Regions from separate parts of the Ovis aries genome. Here all the other regions are linked to region 2. A link is a contact called in public Hi-C data. All regions are on one chromosome and are shown on one strand. Each heading gives the region's core, a stretch centred on a gene start, on an enhancer-like site or on the middle of the called end of the contact. The rest is flanking DNA. Distances are from core to core; before and after follow the strand shown. Region 1 holds the start of METTL9 (methyltransferase 9, His-X-His N1(pi)-histidine). Region 2 overlaps SDR42E2 (short chain dehydrogenase/reductase family 42E, member 2). Region 3 holds the start of PDZD9 (PDZ domain containing 9).

Region 1 (2,741 bases), core at 131-2,630, 230 kb before region 2:
CTAAGAGGCATCGGCGAAAACTCTGCCTCTTTTGGAAGCTTCTGCAGTTGGGGCACCTGCAAGTTATGTTCTGGTGTATTGATGACCCTGTCCAAGAATGAAGACCCCAAATTCGAGTCCCTGCATGTTCGTTTCCTTGAATTAACAAACGGAAGTGGGATCCAGTACTCTTCAAGCCAACCAAGATTTGCAAGCAATATTTACCCAGATGTGTCTTTGATCATTTGTAGCACAGGAAGACCTAGCAACGTTTCAAAACTGAAAGGTTACACTGTGTTCCTGTGTCTGAAGCTCTTCCTGCTGCCACCAAAGCTACCAGTAAGGAGTCAAACATTTCATGGGTCCTATCCCTTTAACACCTTGCTCGGTTTGTTTAGAAAATGCTTCTAATTTAACTGCACTAGACATCATGTAATACATTTTATTTTAATTCAAAACAAAAGAAACCTTTCTGTTAACTCCATTCGTGCACTTCCGAGATGGTTATTTAAAAGTGTCATGGTGATCACTGATGAAGAACAAAACCCTTCCTTATTCACAAACATTTTTATTAGCTTCTAAGAACCTCAGCTTGGCACCTTTCACTAACAGGGACATCTTGTTGCCTAATGTAACACAGGCTATAACAAACAAACCAAAAAGGCAGAGAGGAGGAGGGTACTTTGTGTTCTCTTTCCAGCATACTCCCTAACTGCTTCCTGCCAAAATCCCAAAGAGCCTGCACCTTTAAATCTAGTTCAAACCTCTAGTGGTCCTGACCCAGATCATCAAAAAGGAACTATAGTAGCAAGCTCAGATAATTCAGTTTGCCATGTCATCTGTCTCCACTGCCTCTTAGGATCAGTGTCACAAGTAAAGCAACTCTGTGCCAAAGAAAGCCTTCATCTTTTTAGAGGGGGTGAGGGAGGGTTGGGCAGGAGGCTGTAAAAGCAACATGAAGTATAGAATGACGTATTTCATTTCTGCAAACAAAGGAGACCACAAGATAAGCCCCTCAACTATAGAGTAAGCCTGATGGGCTGAGAAGCAGCAACTAGATGGCTGCTGTCTGAAGGGTTTAGGGTCAGCTGCCACGAAGCCCAGCATCTCAGAGAAGCAGATTTTCACTTCAGACCTGAGCAGGTGGCCTAGAAAAATAAATCAGTCTCACATTTAAATACTCTATAATAATCACAGAATATTCAACTACATGTTGTTTACACTTAGCAAGCACAGGACGAAACCAAAGCACAGCATGATCAAATGATTTGCCTAAAGGTAGCAGAACAAATTCAATAGCAGACCTTTTCATAGAACCTGGTATCCCAGCTCACAGTCCTTCGATCCATCTAAGAAGCCTTGCTGTCTCTCCCTTCTCAAAGAGCCTCCTGAATTACAAATGAGGAGGAAGGAAAACAGCAAGAGTAAATATACTAAGCAGAAGTTCAGATTGCCCTCAGGGACTGCCCCTTTCCTACATCGACTAGAATGTCACTGGCTGTATATTAAAACCTCACTTATCCCTCACGGAGAGGGGAAGAGGCACAGATAACACAAAAAGCCAGCTAAGAGCCAGTATTCTTTCTGGCCTTGAAATGCAGTGATATTCAAAGGACACATAAATGACACCCTCTGTGCTGGGCTCTGCTCAGTGTTCCCCTGACCAGGGCTCAGATGTCTGGCTTGGGTCACAGCTCTGTGCATAGGTCCTAAATCTTGACTGGATCACTTTCCTATCTAGAACTCTAGGCAGGGCGCTTTTTGTTGTAATTCTTCTTATCAGCTGCAATTTACGACATTTGCGTGTTCTCTTTTCAATTAGGAAGAGAACCTATAGAGAGCTGGATCTGTAGAGGAACACAAAATGTGCCGCCACTGTTGTTCGTTGTCATCTTGTTGAAGAGATAATGATCTAAAAAGAGTATAATCACATGTTTTCATGGACTTAGATTGTTTTTATGCTTCTTAATATTTTTCGGAGTATAAGAAAGATGCAAGTTTTCCCCAGTGTATCCAGTAGATGTTCCTTATGGTTATTAAGCAATGAGCACCTCTAAAAAAATAAAATTAGTAAATGTATTCAATAAATTTGTTTTATATTAGTAAATGTAACAGATTATTATCTGAACTTTGTTGATATGATCTCAGACATATGCAGTGACATCACTATGGTCTCTGATAAAGTGTTTAAGGCGAAAGTGCAAACAGAAAGAGAAAAACAAATACTATATATTAACACATACAGATTCTGAAAAAAATGGTACTGCTGAACATATCTGCAGGGCAAGACTAGAGACACAGGCATTGAGAACAGACTTGTGGATACTGGGAAAAGGAGAGGATGGGACAAATTGAGAGAATAGCAATGAAACCTACACATTACCATGTGTAAAGCGGATAGCTAGTGGGGAGTTGCTATGTAACACAGTAAGTTCCACCTGGGGCTCTGTGACCACCTAGAGGGGTGGGATGGGGTAGAGGTGGGAGGGAGGTTCAAGAGAGAGGGGACATATGACTGAATCACGTTGTTGTACTGCAGAAACCAACATAATTTTGTAAAGCAATTATCCTCCAATTAAAAGAAAAAAAATATATAGAGTATTTAGTATAGTGCCTCAGGACATAGTAAGTTCTCCAAAAAAATGTTAATTTTCTCTTGCTTTCACTATGACTTGGATAATTCACCCTCTCCTGAACCTCCCTTTCCTCATCTGTAATCTGGGGCATGGTTTTGAGAGCTTCCCTGGTGGCTCAGTGGTAAA
Region 2 (2,700 bases), core at 133-2,632:
TTGTGGTTTAAACATTAAAGACTACGGTGATCACTACTGGCCCCCTCAGGAACAAATAGAAGCAATATTGAATAAAAAAATATGACCAATTAATTTCTAAAAATGCCCATTATAATTTACTGCTATTTTCCCCAGAGATTTGTTTTTAAATTTTTTTAAATTTATTTATTTTTAATTGGAGAATAATTGCTTTACAATATTGCCTTGGTTTCTGCCATACAACAGATTCAGTTCTTTTAAAAGGGTGGGGTTTTTTTTTGAGATTTAATTGACATGTAACATTGTATTAATTTCTGGTGTACAATATAATTATTTGCTATATGTATATATTGTGAAATGGTCACAATGTTTAGTTAACTTCCATCACCACAGTTACAATTTTTCTTGTGATAAAAACTTAAGATCTACTCTCAGAAACATTCATATACACAATATAGCATTATTAACTATAGTAACCATGCTGTATATTACACCTCCAGGATTTATTTATTTTTAACTGGACGGTTTTATCTTTTTATCATCCTAAAAAAATTTTTTTTTTCTTTTCTGATGTCCCTTCTGGTACCGAAATCTGTGCTTACTAAGCTGAATCATCCCCAGACTTATACCCTAGAAACCCAAAAAGGCCAAGTAGAGCTAGGCAGAAGCCCGGGTCTCAGGTTTCCTTCCAGCCCTGGCTATCAACACACAGGAGATCTGATGAGTGAGAGAACCCAAAACGTAAGCGTAGCAGAGGATGAAACACAGTGCTCCTAGAATGGATCTAATCCAAGATCCCAATCTGAGGACAAGCCCAGGGAAGTTAGAGCAGCAAGGAGGGTCTGTGTCCCTAGAGAGGTAGCAACAGACAACGAAAACTTGCAAACGTATGCCCAGCTTGCATAAGTGGCTGCAGTTCAGTTGCTCAGGCCCTAAGAACTCGCCTATGAGATGTGACTGGAGGGGGTGGAACCAGACGGAAGGGCGCGGGGCTAGGACCGAATCTCAAGCAGAAGAGGGGAAGGACCCGACCCAGAGGGGTAGGGCGTGCCTGCTTGCTCAGTTGTGTCTGACTTTTCGCGACGCTATGGACTGTAGTCCGCCAGGCTCCTCTGTCCATGGGATTCTTCAGGCAAGAATGCTGGAGTGGGTTGCCATTTCCTTCTCCAGGGGATCTTCTCGACCCGGGAATCAAACCCAGTCTCTGCATTGGCAGGCGGGTTCTTTACCACTAGCACCACCTGGGAAGCCCCTACCCAAACGGCTAAGGCTAATTCCCTGGGGAGAAACCAGGGGGCGGGCTCAAGCTTACAGGTAGGAAGAGAGCGGAACTACAGCAGGAGAGAACCCTGGGGCGGGTCAGACCTGGGTAGGGACGGGGAGAAGGCCTGGAAGGCGGAGCAGGCTGAGAGGCTAGGACCTTCCGGTGGCATCCTTTCCAGGCTAGAGGGAGCTCCAGACCCGAAGGGAGGAGCAGGGGCGTGGTCACGACTCAAGAGGCGGGGAAGGGGCGTGTCTAAACCCAGGGGGCGGGGAATGGGCGGGGTTAGAACGCTGGGCCCAGATGATGACGATTTAGCTGCTAAGTCATGTCTAACTCTTGCGACTCCATGGACTGTGGCCCACCGGGCTCCTCTATCCATGGAATTCTCCAGGCAAGAATACTAGAGTGGGTTGCCATTTGAGCCCCGGGCAGACCCAAGCCCAGAGGGCGTGTTAGGGAGAAGTCCAGGACTCCAGGGTGCGCCCAAGTCCGGAGGGCGGAGCAGGGTCTGGTCCGAGTCCTGAAGGCGAAGCGGGAGCAGGGATGGGCCGGCGACGACGGTCAGAGGACGGACGGCTGCAGGCCTAGGAAGCGCAGGGCCAGGACTAGCAGGCCAAGGAACAGCAACAGCCCGAGCAGCAGCCGCAGGAGCGTCCGCGCGGCGGAGCCGCGGGTCCGCCCCGCTGTTGACTGCACATATCGCTCCACTGCGTCCGCGAAGCTGAACTTGTCCGGCACGTAGCCAAGCTGGGCGCGGGCCTTGGCGATCTGGAAGGTGTGTGTCACGGCCACACTGCGCACCTGAGGGGAGAGGCGGGACAGCCGCAGAGCGGGACTAGTGGGCGTGGGAGGCAACCTTATTTTACTGGGACGGGAGATGGTAGGGATTCCCCTTGCATCGCACAGCGATTTAAAAGGACCTCCCAAAGTGTTGGATCTTGCGCCTTCGATGTTCTCATGGGGAGGACTTCCTTTCTCTCTTCTGCCCCCGTTTTCTTTGAGGGTGTCGCCTCCCCGATGTCTTTTCGGCATCTCCTCACCCTACTGAATTTCTCAGTGCCCCCAAAGTAAAGGCCCCACCTGTGCACTCCATTCCCTGGCCTAGAAGATGCTGGGGCTCAGGAGGACCTTGATATATTCTGCCTGTAGCCTGGGTGCAGCTCTCCGGAAACAAGTGTCTCCAGGGGACACCCTGAGCTTTTCAGCCCACAGCTCCAGATCGAGTCTGGGCAGGCAGGTCCCAGGGCACAGTTTTCACTCCCTTGCTGATTAACTAAGCTTCCCTAAGAGAGGAATTCAATTATGCAGAAGTGATAACTCTCCAGGATCTGAGCAACCTTCCCTGCTGGCAGAAGTCTTGGGGCCCACAGGCTTCAAAGGTAGTACTGACAGCTAACAACTGCTGAACTAGCACCTTGTGCCTGTAGGACTAAATTCTTTCTGGGCCTCGTCTCATT
Region 3 (3,069 bases), core at 253-2,752, 160 kb after region 2:
CCAGTCTCACCGCCTGGTTTCTAATTCCTTCACAGGCGCCTCAGTTTCCTCCAAATCGGTTTCCTCCTGTCTCTCACCTGGACTTTTTTTTTTTTTTTTTTTTAAATCCAGGACGACGCTCGTTGCCCCCTCCGCTGTCCCTCAGGTTGGCGGCTGTCTCCCTTCACCCTCTCTCCCAGGTCCAGGACCATCAGCCCGGTCCAGATCTCCTCGGCCCTCGGCCATTTCGCACTCAGCCCATGGTGCCGCTCCTCTCCGTTCCCCGCGTGTCCCCTTCGCCAGCCCCTCGGCCAGGCAGCCCGGGTCGCCCCATCGCTCCCTTCTTCTCAGGCTGGCCGCCGCCGCGCATCCTCCAGCCCCGTCTTCTCCTGAGCCGGGTCTCCCCTCCCCTCCCTTCGCCCTCAGCCAATCCCCCGCCCGGCCCCGCGCGCCTGCCGCTCGCTCACCCGCGGACTCCCCGGTGTTGATCCAGTCCGGGTTGGCGATGCTGGCGATGGCGAAGATATCGGCGGCCAGAAAGAGACATCCTGAGATGATGGTCAGTTTATCCATCTCCCCGCCCCGTCCCCCCACCCCCCGAGCCCCGGGCAGGCCGCGGCCTCACGCCTCCCGCCCCATGGGCCGCCGCCGGGGCCAGAAGACCCCACGCCGCCGCCTCGCTCCCCTCAGCCCCCGCGCGCCGCTCGCGCCCTCCGCGCGCCCGGGACTAGCAGCCGCGGCGCGGCCCGCACAGCCGGAACCGCCGCCCGCCCCGGAACTGCTCCGCCCGCCCGCCCCTCACCCGGAAGCGAAGCCGAGGTGCTGGCGCGGCCGGCTCCGGCTCTCGGCCCCTGGCGACCCCGTTCTGTCTTCTCGGTCCAGCCCAGGCTCGCAGCCCCAGTCCTTCCTCCCGCCCGCCTCAGGCCTTGCTCCGCCCGGCTTCTTCTCGGCCGCCCGCCTCGCTGCCCTGGACTGGGCAGGAGCCGCTTTTCTTCCGGCAGGAGGCGGCCTCGCGACCGCCGAGGGAGTTGGTGACAGGCTCTTGTCACCTTGCATTATCGTTGCCTCTGCCGTATCCGTCAGCCCGGGACTGCCCTATTTAGGGAACGCAGCAGGCACTGTAGGTGCTGGGGGTGCCGGAGTGGACAAGAGAAACAAGTTTCCTGCTCTCAGAAAGCTTACCTCCTGGGGCGGGGGGAAGAGACAGAAACTTTGTTAAAAACTGATCTTTAATGCTAGGTGTTAATCTGTCTGATGAGAGGTTTAGGGGGCGGCGGTTTGATGATCCTTAGGATAACCAGGGAAGGTTTCACTGAGAATGCCGCGTTCATAAATACCTCATGCGTGAAGATCTGGGCAAGACTGTACCAAACAGAAAAGAAAGTTCAAGGAACATTAGGGAAGCGGGCAAGGAAGAGGTGGGCTGTTCAAGGAACTGCAAAACGGCCCATGTGGCTGGAGAAAAAGAGAGGTAGGCAGAGATCAAATGTAGGACTTCGAGAGCCGTGATAGAGAGTTTGGATTTTGTTCTAAATGCAACAGGAAAGCACTGGAGGGTTTAAAGCAAGAGAGTGACAAGTCTTATTTAGTCTGTAAAAAGAGTATAGATTGTAGGTGGGGAGGGGCAAGAACAAAAGCAGGGATACCAGTTAAGAGGCACAGTAGTCCAGGACAGAGAGAAATGTAGCTTTAGCTAGGATAAGAGTATTGAAGATAGGGGACAATGGGCAGATAGGGATGTTTTTTAGGCAGAGGAAAGGACGTGCTGATAAATGGGGGTAGGGGGGCAGTTGAAACAGGATTCAGGGAATAACTCCTAAATTTTTGGCCTGAGTAACTGGGCGTTTGAGGATACTATTTACTGAGGTGGGATGTGGGGAGGGGCTTAAGTTGGATGGAGAAACAGAAAAAGAGATGGTTGGCAAAATTTGTTAGCGACACATATGGTCTACCACATACGATTTTGCTATCTAATGGAGGTTTCCTTTTCTTCCATGACTCATGTACTAAGTCAGTATTAACTCTGACGTCGAGTCCAGCTCTTTCTTTCCCAGATAGTTCCCCATGCAGCGAACAGGAAATGAGAGGCTCATTTTCTCCATAAAGGCCACCTAGGTCATCTCTAGAAAGACCTAGAAGAGTGATATCTGTCTCTATTTTTGGAATGCCTACATGTCCACAGAACTCAGCAGGTTTCAAATTCCACCAGACCAACAGCTTTGCAGAAATGCACAGAGTTATCAGTATCAGCACATAGATTGGGTAAGGAAGTTCAGTTGCTAGCCTATAGACTTTCCTATCCAAACATTGGTCTCTTGTGGAGGGGGAGGGGAAGGGTAGGGTTTTTGTTATTATTATTAAATCACATATTTTTCTTCTGCCACAGAAATTGACACAAGCTGATTTATATGTTCCAGGGACTTAGACATAATGCATATCACATTACTGCAGGAATTTTTCACTGTTTGTTGTTGTTTAAACACTGGAGAACTTTGGCGGAGTCATTTTCTTGGCTTCTTTCTGGTGTTTCTGTTGCCAGTTGATAGAAACTCCAGCTGTACAGTTCTGAATTCTCAATGTCCACGGATGTTCACCATTGGCCAGTTGAGAATCCTAGGGTGAAATGTTGGAACACTTGCCTATTCTAACTCCAGCTAAGTGGAATTATGACTTGATTCTTGTGTTTAAAAAAATATAAGCATAAATTCCTCCCTCTACCCAGGTATCCCTTCCTGTCCCTCCTACCTTTGCCCCTCCATGAGAGGTCTGAATCTAAGATTAAAACACAAAAACAACTATTACAAAGTTAAAAGAATTTAAAACTTTTTCTACCGGATAATAGCTGCACATCACTACAGACAACAGCCACCTATCCCATTCCTTACCAATCAGGATGTGGGATGAGAGGGGTGGGCAGGAACCAAATTCTCTGTTTACAGGTTTCCTATTAGTCCCAATAATTTGGGCTGGTTTTAGCCCGCAGTTTCATTCTTGCTTGCCAATGTAGTGTTTCAGAGTCCCAAGACTCTCAGGACAGGACAGATCAGTCTGTTCTCTATCTCAGTCTAGATTTTAGTAGAGGCAAACCCT

What was found. A called contact is a pair of places that touch in the nucleus more often than the background predicts.
Region 1: a Hi-C map of hypothalamus shows a contact between it and region 2, with 5 times the contacts expected there. The contact joins the promoter of METTL9 here to the enhancer-like site in region 2. A contact is called at or near these places in 3 of 16 Hi-C or Micro-C datasets (blood, hypothalamus and muscle).
Region 3: a Hi-C map of hypothalamus shows a contact between it and region 2, with 5 times the contacts expected there. The contact joins the promoter of PDZD9 here to the enhancer-like site in region 2. A contact is called at or near these places in 5 of 16 Hi-C or Micro-C datasets (hypothalamus, mixed tissues, muscle and 2 more).

The regions. Positions count from the first base shown.
Region 1 is chr24:20,649,017-20,651,757 of ARS-UI_Ramb_v3.0, reverse strand. It overlaps METTL9 (methyltransferase 9, His-X-His N1(pi)-histidine), which reads right to left and starts at 1,380. Exons shown (of 5, transcript XM_042240403.1): 1 at 1,284-1,380. The coding sequence starts at 1,328.
Region 2 is chr24:20,419,608-20,422,307 of ARS-UI_Ramb_v3.0, reverse strand. SDR42E2 (short chain dehydrogenase/reductase family 42E, member 2) reads right to left here. Exons shown (of 11, transcript XM_015103890.4): 11 at 1-2,044. The coding sequence ends at 1,805. Among named protein-coding and RNA genes, the nearest start is that of TRNAL-UAG, 5.3 kb to the left of the region's middle. Within about 2 kb of position 1,382, at least 52 of the 54 cell types and tissues checked have an H3K27ac peak or open chromatin away from gene starts, as enhancers often do. A contact at or near this core is called in hypothalamus and muscle, where this site is marked.
Region 3 is chr24:20,255,083-20,258,151 of ARS-UI_Ramb_v3.0, reverse strand. PDZD9 (PDZ domain containing 9) reads left to right here and starts at 1,502. Exons shown (of 5, transcript XM_027961989.3): 1 at 1,502-3,069. It overlaps MOSMO (modulator of smoothened), which reads right to left and starts at 731. Exons shown (of 3, transcript XM_042240399.2): 1 at 447-731. The coding sequence starts at 552.